2 separate regions of the Salmo salar genome follow, and region 2 is linked to region 1. Evidence: chromatin contacts called from public Hi-C data. All regions are on one chromosome and are shown on one strand. The core of a region is the stretch at or near the end of the contact, and the rest is flanking DNA. Distances in the headings are between cores, read along the strand shown.

Region 1 (7,159 bases), core at 1,639-4,138:
TGTAGGAGACCATCCGTACTGCACTGGCCATGGGGTGTGACCGCGGCATCCACGTGGAGGTCTCAGGAAAAGACTACGAGGCCATGGGACCCCTGCAGATCTCCAAGATCTTTGCTGCCCTAGCCAAGAAGGAGGAGGCCTCACTCGTCATTCTGGGCAAACAGGTCATCCGATGCAATAGATTGCGCCACTGCCACACCAATGCCAGTTGACTTTGAAATCGAACCTCATGATCTCATGTAATGCTCACTGATTGTGTTGGTATTTTTTGACAGGCCATTGATGATGACTGTAACCAGACAGGTCAGATGACGGCAGCCTTGTTAGACTGGCCTCAGGTCAGTAGTGGTTTCTTCTTGTTGTAACCCTTTTTCTCAGCAGGAATCACTAAACTGATCTCAGAGCATAGAGGCCTTGTTTACTGTTAACTGCTGACTTGGATACCATTGTAGTCCGGACCAGGACCTTTTCTCATGGTCTTTATAAGCATTAGCATATCGACGTAATGTCAGGTGAAGAGACCAGCTGAACTAGCAGGCCTTAGATTATGTCACTACAGTCAACACAGTCTGCACTGAAAAGTAGACCAAAGGCCAAATGAAGGGCAAAATTAGGGTGTATTTACATGGTTAAACCACCAGATGTCACACTTGGATTGCCTCGTGGCCTACAACGGGTTTGCAATTGTCAGGTAACATAGGAAAGAAGGCTTTGTTTTAGTTGTAAATTAATTTGATAATTTCAGATAATATTCAATCTCAATGTGGATTATGACATCTACTAAATGTAGGACCTCCCATTCTTGCAGGGCACATTTGCCTCTGAGGTGACCATCGATGGGGAAAAGGTGAAGGTGGTGAGGGAAATCGATGGTGGTCTAGAGACCATCAAAATCAGCATGCCAGCCGTCCTCACAGCAGACCTTCGACTCAACACCCCCAGATACGCCACCCTGCCAAACATCATGGTAATACACACAATGTACATTTCCTCACAAAGTGTACACACACACACACACACACACACACACACACACACACACACACACACACACACATAGCACTTTAATTTCTCATCTCCTTCTCCCTCCACCTCCCAGAAAGCCAAGAAGAAGAAGATAGCCAACATGAAACCAGCAGACCTGGGGGTGGACATGGTGTCGCGAATGGAGGTGTTGAGCGTGGACGAACCCCCAACGAGACTGGCCGGAGTGAAGGTGGAGACGGTGGATGACCTGGTCGCCAAACTCAAGGCTAACGGAACAATCTAGAGGCCCTGTGGGAGCCAAAGGGAGAGTGCAGGGGACACAGGGGTGAGTCTCAATACCTAAAAATAGTATGACTGTTTGAGATAGTATTTGTAACCCATTAGAAAATGTCAGAGCACTGATGAATTTCATGTTCATGTAACAACTGTGAATGGTGAGAGAAATTTTCATTTTTGGGGAATCTGCTTCTTCCACCAAATTGCCTCAACTGTAAATGCAGACCTTTGCCATAGTGTGCTGTACTTGACCAAGCTCAGTGTTTCTGTTTCTATTTGGCTGTAATATGTAATTTCCCCCTTTCATTTTGCAGGTCTCTGTTTGAGAGATGTAACAAAGTAATTTAGCAAACATGGAGGACTGGTTGCATAAGGCAGAACCCATCGCCACCCGGCCCTCTGTGTTTAACTCTGACTTCCATGATAGTAGCCTACTGACCTGGAATAAAGAGATACTGAGAAACACTGTCCTATAGGAACCCACACAGCCCAGAGGGTGAAGAAGAAGAGGGTCTGTTGTTATTGTGCAATTTAATTCACATGGTACATCTGTATTGTAATTAATGTATCTTCTCTGTGAGTAGAGGTAACTAGGTATGGAGGACCTAGACTCAAAAAATGCACAACTTCCAAGCCAGTAATATAAGTCAGTAACTTTCTTTCACCCATGTTTCTGTATGTGTTGCACTATACATTTAAGAGTGTCACAATAACATTTTCATCTGTAACATGGACCTATGAAAACCCTACATTGACACATCTGGGCTATGCAGTTTGAGTTGGATGCTATGTGTAAATAAGAACCCAAAGTTGCCGAGCTGAATGTGCATTCAGGGTTCGTGATATGTCTACTGACTTGGTTTGTATAAAGTTTATATAAATATCATTATTTCTGGGTTGGGTGGCAGCTCTGGTTGGACAGTGTCTCTCAGTAGATGTGGGAAAATGATTAAAAAGAACACACGCAAAGTTGACTCTTTACCATAAGCGCCTCTTCTGTTTAGATTGTACAGCATCCTACCATAACAATAAAGGTATCTTTCATATCTACATCTGCTGTTTTCCACTGTCATTCTATGTTGTATTTTGTCTTTCCACATCATTATTTTGGTTTTAAGATAGTCTCTTGAGTAGCGTGAACCAGGGGGCTGTTCAAAGCCACGACGAAGTCTGCTCAAAACAAAAGTTGTGCAGCCTAGGCTAGTGGTACATTGGAGTAATTAGTGGGATTCTGTTTTTATATGCAAAAGTGATTGCTTTTGATAAAATTGCCTTCCCAATGAAAAAAGCTTGTTTGATAATTCCAAATAACATTATTTTATGGAAAAGAGATGTATGTTTCTAGATGGTGCACTGTGCTGCTTTGATGACAACCTGACCATGCGGCATAGATTACTGTTCGATTTGAGAAGGGTGCTCCTCCCTCTGCTTTTGCCCGTTCACGTCACGGGCCATTGACGGGTGCACTGCAGCTCAGGTTAATATAACTCCCTCAATGGAACTATACTATTTCAGTGGTAACCAATAACTGGAATAGCTGTGTGTGATTGGCCCACTCCTCATTCCTTGGGACCAGATACCAAGGTTGTGTCCAGAGAGGAAGAGGCCAAACTCGGCGGGATATCTTTCTCCCTCCAGCAGGTGGCGTTTTTGTATTGAGGTTAATGAGTATCGAATTTGGTCAACAACAAATTATGGTTTATTTGCTACGTGAGGTGTATTTGATCAAATAGAAGTTACAAATCTTAAATTATTACGAGTGTACCGATAAGTAGGAAACGCGACACCCCGGAAACTTTGAGAAGAAAAAAAAAACACTTTAAATCGGAGTTGTCTCAATGGCTGGCTATTCATGGCATGAAGCTAGTAGCATAGCGTTCCCATTGAATACAGGGCGGTTGACGTCAACAACCCTCCTCGAATATTCAAAAGAGATCACATGATTGAGATGTATTCACCAATCCAAAGAAAGGATAGGCGAGAGCTAAGCAGCCCAGCCGTGTTGCTTTGTGAACAACAACTCCGGTTGTTAAGGCGGGGAGATCGTTGGTTTCTCCCGGAGGACAAGTGCAATAGGTGATGGAAATAATGCAGTCCAACCGGTTACCTTTCATTAATCGGGTCATTCTGTTACAATAGACCTGAAACACTGGTAAATCACCAGCCTACACCTTTTTATTTTGTGTCAACGTCAAGGTGACTGCCCAATAAATCATATTCCTGTTTGGTTGAATATGCCATCCTAGACTAGTTTACCTGTAGATATTGCTATAGTAAAGGACTGTCCCACCTCAAAGCTCAACAAGCAGTCACTTTTGCATTGTTTATTGAAAGTTTGCCTGTAAAAGTAAAGCCCACGTTTACCAATATTTTACCAATCAAGGCTTTGACATCGACACAGGTGAATTGCTCTCGAATCTTGATAACAGATAACCCGGACAGCTCGACAGTGAAGCAAGGTTGAGCGCAACAGAGGACACAACGCAGGAGCGATTGTATTACATCAGTTGTCCATCGAACTTTCACAAGGACTCTAACCAGATTTTTTTTTGTGGTATCTTAATAGAAAGCTAAAATGTGGAATATTTTTATGTGAAAGCTGTGGGAAATTTATGGTTTCGGATTTCTTGGATTCCTCTTTGAAGTAAAAAAAAAATATGTCCTCGCACCAGTTTGGTGTCCACAAATGGCACATTTTTAAGTTGACTCTATTGATATTTGTGATTGGAGGTAAGTTTCAATTTATCATGCTGTTTAATTTTGTATGTCACGTGCCAATAAACAAAACTACCCTGCTTTATATAGGTCTACACCAAACAAATTATTATTGATTCACCTAATTAACTTCGCAATAAATTGTGACCATATAGAATGTATCACGAGATGATTGAGATCCTATTTTTGTGTAGGATTTAGTTACAATTTGTGACCCTTAATCAACTTTGTAGTAATGTTAACATTTCCATTCATTATTTGCTTCATCATGATCAACTACAGGTGTAAACTGTGATTTGACCATCTCTCCCCTGGGACCCTCACTGCTCAACACCACTGTTGGCAGCAATGTGACTCTGGTAGTGACCATCAGTGGTGCACCTGACCCTGTGGTCACATGGAATATGGGGAGTTTACCTGTGGTTACCTGGACCCTTGGCTCCAGTGTTGCACCAGACATAGCCATCATTCACCGTAATGTGCTGAAGATTGAGACCGATGGGTCCCTCACCTTCCGAAATGTGTCATTTCTCTACAGTAACACCTACACTGTGGAGATAGTCAAGTCTGGATTAAAAACTGTCTCAGCCACATTTGTGCTGAAGGTCTATGGTGAGTATTGGGCATTTGGTGCCAGTTTCCCAGACCCAGAAAAATCATATTCCTTTACTAAAAAGCAGTTTCAATAGATATTCTCCTTTGAGCACACCTTTTATTTGAATATTACACATTTTAGTTGAATTTTAGACTTCATGTAGAGTTTGGTCATGTTAGGATCACATGTAAGTTTCTTTTACCCGTTCAAGGAATTATGTAGCTACATTGACCTCCTCACCATGGAGAAGCAATATGGTTTGTCCATCCATCTGTGTCCTTTACCCCAACTGTTGCTCTCCTTTCTGCTTTTAGACTACATCCAGAACGTGTCTGTGAACACAGAGCCTGCCAATGCCATAGAGGGAGCCGAAAAGTTCTCTTTGCAGTATAGCACACTGCAGGGTGAGGCCGACCAGTGCAGGTGGTACTTTAAGGGTGTGGAGGTACAGAACAACTCTCACTACACAGTGGGCCAGAAGAGCCTGGTCATCAATCAGCCCAACCGGAACGACACAGGACCTTACACCTTGGTCTTGACCAACCCTTTCAGCGCCGTCACATTTCATAGGAATATAACTGTTCTCTGTAAGAAGGAGTAGTTGAATCTCGCCTTATTTGTCCAAAGCATTAGTCTGAACATTACTTGTATTCTACTTTATTAGTTATTTTCTGTCTCGTGCACCTGTAATTACTTGCATGTCTCTAGTTTTGTAGTTGAATCCTTTAACTTAATCCTTTACTGAAAGCAACAACATGTTTCCCTGTCTCACAAATCCACTTTACCACTGCACGTCTTTATTTACTTCAACTCCTCTATATGCAACACGCATGTGGAAATGGCAATAGTCCTCCTCCCTTTCTTACTCTTCTACCCTACACTGAACAAAAAATGCTACCACAAATGACATCCACTTTAACCAGCCATTTGATGACTACCTGTCGTCTCCCGTAGATGGACCAGACGAGCCCATGCTTGGAGCCAGTCCGTCCCAGGCCTTCTTTGTTTCCGGAGATTCCCTCTCTCTCTCCTGTCATGCCGAGGGGGTTCCCCAACCCTCCGCCTCCTGGATGTTTGGGGGTCAGACCCTGCCCGTTTCCCAAGGAGGAAGTCTCAATCTGACCAATGTCCAAACTAGCCAGGGGGGCATATACACCTGTGTGCTGGTCAATGTGAACACTGGAGCGCAGCGCAAGAGGAACTTGACGGTCAACGTTTATGGTAGAGTATTAGCGTCTGTTGAGGGGGTAATACGGTACACTTGTTTTGTGTTTGATATCATTGATCTTAGCGTAAGGGGTCTTGAAACATCTGGACGGACCATTGTGCCTGTGCGACACACAACCTGTGTGTGTGCGCCAAACCAATAAGCTTTTTGCATTTATTTAGGGTGCACGTGTTCTAATTACCCTGCCCCCCCCCCTTGTCTTCCTACCATCACAGAGAGCCCGACAGCCAGCCCACTGTGCTCAGTCAATGCAGTGAACGGAAATGTCGACCTGCAGTTCCACTGCAGGTGGCCAGGAGGCACCCCAGAAGCCCTGCTGTCCTTTCCTGCCTTGACCAACACCACCAGCGGTGCTGGAGACTTCAGCCTGACCATGCCTGCCTCTCAGGACCTCAATGGGAAAATGGTCTTCTGTAGGGCCAATCATCCCCTCCATCAGACACAGTGCAATATTACTGCCAGTGAGTTACTTATTCCCTATTCCATACTAGACTATGTAAGGTCCAGGCATTTTACAGGTCTGCACAACAAACAGAATGTTTGAGGATCACACAGTGTAACTAGTGGTCTCATTCCTCCTTAGCTGGTCCTGCAAATTTTTTACCGATGGTCTTGACCACAGTGGACCGAGAGGGTAAAATAGTGGTCACCATCCACTGCAACAGCGAGGCCACGCCCAAGGCTATGGTCACATGGTCCAAAGGTACCGAGCTCTTAGCCAATGGGTTGCAGTACCAGATCAGCGTGGACACTGCGCAGCTCAGCATCCATGATTTTAACTCCAGCACCGCTCAGCTCTACACTTACACCTGTAACTGCAGCAACCCACTGGGCAACAATAGAAAAAAGACTCAGTTACTGGGTATGTCATCGACCAGTTTCTCGGGTGGTGGTTAGCGGCCTGTTTCTCTTGGGTCATGGATAGAGTTAGAGCGCAATACATGGTGGTGTTTACTTGGTGGGTCACCGTGAAATTTGAAAGGCTTTATGTAAGAAATTGTGATCCACTGTTATAGTAGTGTTTTACGCTATACAGTAGTTACAGCATGTGGTTAAACATACATAATGTGATCTCTGTGCTGAGCACTGGGAAGGGGTTGTACTGATTTGAAATGACTGGAGAATCAGATGTTACCTGAAAGTTCTAGAGCAGCACAATGCAGCACAATGGGGTCTTAGACTGTGTAAAGAAAAACATGCTTTTAAAAAAAAAAGTTTTTACATAAAGCTCCATAGTTTTCCCCTCACCCCTCTCTCCAGGCCCCACCATCTCAGATTCCAGTCTTTTCCCTAATCAAGATGGAACCATCGTCACAATGACCTGGGAGGTCCCTCCCACCTCTGTGATTACAGGTAAA
Region 2 (7,159 bases), core at 3,451-5,950, 170 kb after region 1:
TGCCTCACCCACACTTGTTGCGTTTTATGCTTAGTGGACACAAGGTGGCAGTATTGTAGTCTGATCACAAATAGTCACTGAACCATAGCCTACTCCTGGGTTACGTTCAATAGAGCATGCAACGGAAAACGTTTTGGAACGGAAAAACGTAAATTAGTGTTTCTTATCAGACAAGTCCAGGTAGTCCCTCCCTGTTTCAGTCCGTTTGTTTGGGGTCCAATGAAAACAACCCTGATCTGTTTGTTTATCTACTTCCCAGGCTGCTCTAGGAGGCTCTATGAATCAATCCACCAGAAGATCTTCACATTACCTCCTCAGTGCCTCGTCTTCCCTGCACATGACTACAAAGGTTGACAAGACATCCTCTTTATGCAATAGTGTTATTGTATTCCAGTGTAATGTGTATATCCCCTGACCCCTTTCCTTGCAAGATTTCCTTTTTTACATCTATGCTCTTGGGGATAGCCTCACCAATAATTTCGTACAAGCATACCCAGAAGGCTTGTATACTCTCACAGTGCTATGACTATCCTTTCCATAGACTTTACGAAGTTAACTTGTCCAGTGTACTGTACCACCACTCTTCACCATTTGTCTACTTTAATTTTCAACTCTGTTCTCTTCTGAGTCATACCTAAGCCAGATCAGACTGTGTGTTCTACAGTTGAGTGTAGTCATTGAATCATCACTGTGTTGTATTGCTAACAGGTCTGTTAACCCTGTGCTGCAGGTCAGACAGCCTCCACCGTGGGCGAGGAGAGGAGGTTTAACCCCCGCCTGACCAAGAGCGTGGAAGAGTTTATGGACATCATGACCAACCTGAACCTCCCCAAGCCTGCTAAGATAGGTATCTCAGACAGTCCACCCTCTGCAGCGATTCTATTACAATAGAAGCTGTTATTGTGTATGATATATTATATTACTATAGGGCCTATTATTATCTAGATTATATGCAACTATTGTATTACAATAGAGTTATTATCAGTGGTCTTTCACCTCACTTAAACCTTATCACGGGAATGAGCATGACAGAGCTATCTGTGAAGAAATGGCAATATGTTACACATACTGCACTCTTTCAAACTGTCCTTCGATTTGATTACTTGTTAGTGTAAGCTCTTCTTAACTCACTGATAGAAACAAGATGTTGATTTGTTATTTCTCTCTCTGCCAGATATTGCGGTGCCTGCAAACCTGGTGTGTGGACTCCATGAGGTTTGAATGTCAAATCGATTTCAGGATTTCACTTTAAGCACTATTGGGAGGAAGAGGGAAATGATTTTCACCCAGCCACAACTTAATGTTGTATGTATTTTATTTCCAATTTGAACATGCATTCCTCCTTGTTTGCCTATGGGGGAAAAAAAGCAGTGGTCATGATTTGGTGGGTGTACAGATACTGAAATTGTATAGTAAAAGATGCATTAATGATAATTGAACATTGCCATGTACATTGTAACATTTTATAATACAATCTCCTGGAAAAATGTGAACATTAAGATGACCTAGGTTTATATTAAATCAAGATTGTTCAAATGTAAATGTCTGAATTAACGTTTCTTTGACTACACCTGTATAAATTGTAGAATTGCAGTGTAACTTATTGAAAATGCTCTTATACAATGAGGGAAAAAAATATTTGATCCCCTGCTGATTTTGTACATTTGCCCACTGACAAAGAAATGATCAGTCTATAATTTTAATGGTAGGTTTATTTGAACAGTGAGAGACAGAATAACAACAAAAAAATCCTGAAAAACGTATGTCAAAAATGTTATAAAATTATTTGCATTTTAATGTGGGAAATAAGTATTTGACCCCTCTGCAAAACATGACTTAGTACTTGGTGGCAAAACCCTTGTTGGCAATCACAGAGGTCAGACATTTCTTGTAGTTGGCCACCAGGTTTGCACACATCTCAGGAGGGATTTTGTCCCACTCCTCTTTGCAGATCTTCTCCAAGTCATTAAGGTTTCGAGGCTGACGTTTGGCAACTCGAACGTTCAGCTCCCTCCACAGATCTTCTATGGGATTACGGTGTGGAGACTGGCTAGGCCACTCCAGGACCTTAATGTGTTTCTTCTTGAGCCACTCCTTTGTTACCTTGGCTGTGTGTTTTGGGTCATTGTCATGCTGGAATATCCATCCACAACCCATTTTCAATGCCCTGGCTGAGGGAAGGAGGTTCTCACCCAAGATTTGACGGTACATGGCCCCGTCCATCGTCCCTTTGATGCGGTGAAGTTGTCCTGTCCCCTTAGCAGAAAAACACCCCCAAAGCATAATGTTTCCACCTCCATGTTTGACAGTGGGGATGGTGTTCTTGGGGTCATAGGCAGCATTCCTCCTCCTCCAAACACGGCGAGTTGATGCCAAAGAGCTCCATTTTGGTCTCATCTGACCACAACACTTTCACCCAGTTGTCCTCTGAATCATTCAGATGTTCATTGGCAATCTTCAGAGGGGCATGTATATGTGCTTTCTTGAGCAGGGGGACCTTGCAGGATTTCAGTCCTTCACGGCGTAGTGTGTTACCAATTGTTTTCTTGGTGACTATGGTCCCAGCTGCCTTGAGATCATTGACAAGATCCTCCCGTGTAGTTCTGGGCTGAATCCTCACCGTTCTCATGATCATTGCAACTCCACGAGGTGAGATCTTGCATGGAGCCCCAGGCCGAGGGAGATTGACAGTTCTTTTGTATTTCTTCCATTTGCGAATAATCGCACCAACTGTTGTCACCTTCTCACCAAGCTGCTTGGCGATGGTCTTGTAGCCCATTCCAGCCTTGTGTAGGTCTTCAATCTTGTCCCTGACATCCTTGGAGCTCTTTGGTCTTGGCCATGGTGGAGAGTTTGGAATCTGATTGATTGATTGCTTCTGTGGACAGGTGTCTTTTATACAGGTAACTAGCTGAGATTAGGAGCACTCCCTTTAAGAGTGTGCTCCTAATCTCAGCTCGTTACCTGTATAAAAGACACCTGGGAGCCAGAAATCTTTCTGATTGAGAGGGGGTCAAATACTTATTTCCCTCATTAAAATGCAAATCAATTTCTAACATTTTTGACATGTGTTTTTCTGGATTTTTTTGTTGTTATTCTGTCTCTCACTGTTCAAATAAACCTACCATTAAAATTATAGACTGATCATGTCTTTGTCAGTGGGCAAACGTACAACATCAGCAGGGTATCAAATACTTTTTTCCCTCACTGAAGAAGGTTCCGTTCATGGTTTAGTATTCATGAATGCTGACTGACACAATTGAGCTCTTCCACATGGCCTTTCCAGCATCCCCAAGTCAAGGCAATACACACACACACATCCTCTACACACACACAGTACTCTGACTGTTGCCAGCCATGGCCTTTTTGCATACCAGGAAAACCTAACTCTTCTATTTGCATTTGAAATCACTGTGGGCCAAGTTTCCATTGCGAGAGTCCAAAACTGGTCATTGCCATGCCTTTGTGTGCTTGTTTCTCTATCTGACTTCTATCTACCACTTAATTATCCGGTATCATCCTGTTATTCTCTCAGCCGCTTTATATAATACCATATTATAATGTCCTGAATACATCAACATAATCGGCTTAGCCTTAGGATTCCTCTTAGCTGTGTGTCTAGCCTAGTAGCATACTACATTCGTTTTTGTCCCACGGTCCATTGACTAGTCTACCTGGTAGACAGGTTTGGGGAGATGGGAGTGTCTGGCTCTGACTCAACCATGTCTCTGTCTCTGAACCTGCCTGATGATTTCATAATAATGGTCCACTGTGAGCTCATACTTCTCAGATACTTCTCAAAGGTACTGTATCCTTTCTTCTGTATGTAAATATTTGAGTATGGTTACTTGAGCAGTTCATGCCTTTGATGCTGTGACAAAAGTGACCGCTTGGTTTTGACTGCATTGAAAGACACCGGACACACCATGTGCGAAATGACTGAACTTTTAGGTTTCTACTGTACCCTTCGGATGGAAATAGAGAAGATGTATTCAAAGTGGGAAAAAAAGAAAGAACTAGAAGTCTGAAGAAAAGATGACATTGTGTTGTTGTCACATACATCTTCACACCACTTCATCTGCCAGCTGTCCCTGTCACCACTAGAGACAAACAGAACACCCATATTAGGCAACTCTTTTCTCACCTACCGACTGACAGAAACGCCCGCGTTCATTGTTTTGAAATGCACAGGGTGTAACCAGTGTTGCCATCACGCCTAAGCTATGTTTTATTTTGAACTTAAAAAAAAACAACATACATAGACAAACAATATGCAACTTAACATGTTGTGCCACAGTGTTTCGCCTGTGAAAAGGGCACTATTCTTTGACTTTGTTGTGCGTTTTTACAATTCACCAGCTGTTCGTTCACCCAGTCTGTACCCTGCCCCTTCCATCTGCTCTCTCTTTTACCCCATTCACTCTCTTTGCCCACTCACGGTCTGCTACCAACCCTGACTCCAGGCATTCTCTCTCACCCTGTCCACATGCCCTTGTTTAGGGGAAGACTGAGGGAATAATCTATGATTACACTATCAGCTCATTGAGACAGAACTGTTAAGGGGGCAGGGGCTGATAAAGGCCCTTGGGTATAGTAAAGAGAGTGGAGGAGAGATTTACGTGGCAGCTATTGATGCTTTCCAAGGGCCCTTGGCATTGAAAGTGATACAAGACCCGCGAGGTGTGTTGGCAGTGTGCCAGGCCAAACTGCTTTTGCTTTAGCCTATAGCGAGCCTATAACGAGGGCATTACAATGACAAAGCCATGTCGTCGCGGGAAATCCCAGAGCAAGAGTTCTCATTTCGGTGCGGAGCCCCCTAACAAACAGACCACAGAAACTGTGTAGTCAGTTAGTGACGCGCTCAGGCGCATTTTCACACCAACCTTGTGTCTGTTAGTGTGCCCGCCTCACATGCATTCCATTTCACCTGTTGACGACGACAGCTCACTACGATCTGTCATTTTCACTGGGAGTGATTTGAAAGGATTTAATCAAACCAGAGCGGAGAAAGGAAAATAGAGACATCAAAGGAATCCAGGCGGGATATGACAGCAAACAGAAACTCTGAAAGTTCTCTGGATATAGTTCGTATGATTGAAAGCGAAAGCGCGCGCCCGGTCCAAACCCATCACTTCTTTATTTAGTCACTGTTTTTATGAGCGTCTATTTTCTTCAAATTCAGCGTCAACAATACACGTTCCCCACAACAAAAACGCTTTTGAAGAGAGAACGGCATATTCTCAGGTAAGGCATTAGTTCTGTGTTTCTGTTCTGTGTCGCTGTAGTTTGATGCATTGTAGCTGGTGAATGATCGCGATTTGATAACACTAGGATTATTATTATTCCACAGTAGCTACCTACAGTGTTAATTATCTACTTAAAGTGGTCGTCTGTTTATAAATGGACTTCATTGGTGTCATGAGAAGGTATGATGTCACTTTGAACTTGACAGAGCATGTAAATAAATGGAACACAGAATCTCTATAATTGTTTACAGTACGCCACTAGGCTACTGTAGCCCACTTTCTAAACTATTTATATAAATAAACGGTAGGCCTATGCCATTTATATAAATTGACTATTTTAAATAATACAGCTATCATTAGTCTGTTAGTTCACACCAAGCCAAATAGCCTACTTTTTAAAAAACTATTTATGCAAATTGTGTACATGCTTTAACTTAAATAACAACTTTTCGGGGGGGTTTAGTCGTTTTTAAAATGTCAGAATGCTTGGCTGTATGATTATGAACATCCAGATACTCAAGATTCTATGACAACGTTCTATTTGATTACCCAATATTTGGGACTTTGTGCTTGAGGTAGTTAGATGGGCTAAACATGTCCTCCAGGCCTATAGCTTTTCAATGTGTCATTTTCACTGTGAAGATATGAGATGACCCGATGTGTTTCAGTTCAAACATGTTTTTCTTAATGTCCCAAACCTCCTTTCCCATGGCATCCTCAGTTTATGTAAACTCACATTTGTTTACCAGACTCTTCTGATATATGCTGTTTATCATTGTTTATCATTTCCATCGGGCGCATCGTGTAAACAAAGGAGAGGGGGAGTATAGGATGACGCTGACAAGAGGTGGAGAGAAAAGATTGCCTGGGTGGGTAGCCATCAGGGGAGTCGAGAGCACATATCTCTCTTCTGTGTTCAAATCTCTCCTTCTTTCTTTTTCTCTCACGCCCCCTTTTTTTTGGCTGCACTTGTACAGACATCTCTATATCTGGGAGCTAGCCTGTCATTAATGGGTCGTTATTTCGCTGACCTCAGAACGGAGAGATTTGCTCAGCCCACTGGAATCTCTGCTAATGTTGTTGAACTAGCATATATTCAAAGTCTGTGTAATTAGTGGTGTCTTCGGACCATTCCAGTCAATTTTGCAGTGTTGAAATATGCACAAGTCACATTTGCTGAATTTTTCTATTAATGCAGTGGTATCATAGTGTGATAATCTACTTTATTGGAGAAACAATTAGGCCTATAGGGTATCTTACTTGCTAATTAACATACAGGAAATACAACTAATCATCTTCCCTAACAATCAATGATCCTAGCTTGTATTTTAATCTTCAACCCTTTGGTCCCATAAAAACAAAAAAAATCTATTCCCCAACAGTAGCCAGTTGGCTCAGCTACAGTATCATTCTAGGAGTCTAACAATAGGCCTATCTGCCCTCACACCTAGAAGACAGTTAGTCATGATATCTCACCTCTCATCTGACAGACAAGAGCTGTCCAGCCTTGGTTGTATTCATTAGGTACCAAAGGGAAAAAAACTGACTGAAGTGGGGAGGGACTTCCTGGACTTATCCAATAAGAAACGCTCATGTTTGTTTTTAAAACATGTTTGGGTGCCCTAATGAATATGACCCTGGTTCCTCTCACCTGCTCTTTCTGCTCAGGCTGCAGTGTGGTAATGACAGTTTCTTCTCTCGGCCCATAGTCCCCCTGTAAACTAGAGATCGGCCGATTAATCGGAATGGCCGATTAATTAGGGCCGATTTCAAGTTTTCATAACAATCGGAAATCGGTATTTTTGGACGCCGATTTGGCCGAATTTATTTTTCATTTAATTTTGATCAATCATAATCACTAGTTAACTACACATGGTTGATGATATTATTAGTTTATCTAGCCTGTCCTGCGT

What was found. A called contact is a pair of places that touch in the nucleus more often than the background predicts.
Region 2: a Hi-C map of muscle shows a contact between it and region 1, with 2.5 times the contacts expected there. The contact joins the promoter of LOC106605167 here to the promoter of vsig10l in region 1. A contact is called at or near these places in 2 of 3 Hi-C or Micro-C datasets (gill and muscle).

The regions. Positions count from the first base shown.
Region 1 is chrssa05:56,016,449-56,023,607 of Ssal_v3.1, forward strand. vsig10l (V-set and immunoglobulin domain containing 10 like) reads left to right here and starts at 2,889. Exons shown (of 12, transcript XM_014200533.2): 1 at 2,889-3,993; 2 at 4,261-4,590; 3 at 4,888-5,160; 4 at 5,528-5,794; 5 at 6,017-6,262; 6 at 6,385-6,663; 7 at 7,062-7,154. The coding sequence starts at 3,921. LOC106605159 (electron transfer flavoprotein subunit beta) reads left to right here. Exons shown (of 7, transcript XM_014200530.2): 3 at 6-164; 4 at 276-338; 5 at 809-967; 6 at 1,100-1,312; 7 at 1,578-2,315. The coding sequence ends at 1,270.
Region 2 is chrssa05:56,185,155-56,192,313 of Ssal_v3.1, forward strand. It overlaps LOC106605167 (pleckstrin homology-like domain family B member 3), which reads left to right and starts at 4,701. Exons shown (of 15, transcript XM_014200542.2): 1 at 4,701-5,244. LOC106605166 (persulfide dioxygenase ETHE1, mitochondrial) reads left to right here. Exons shown (of 7, transcript XM_014200541.2): 5 at 260-349; 6 at 731-847; 7 at 1,175-1,542. The coding sequence ends at 1,221.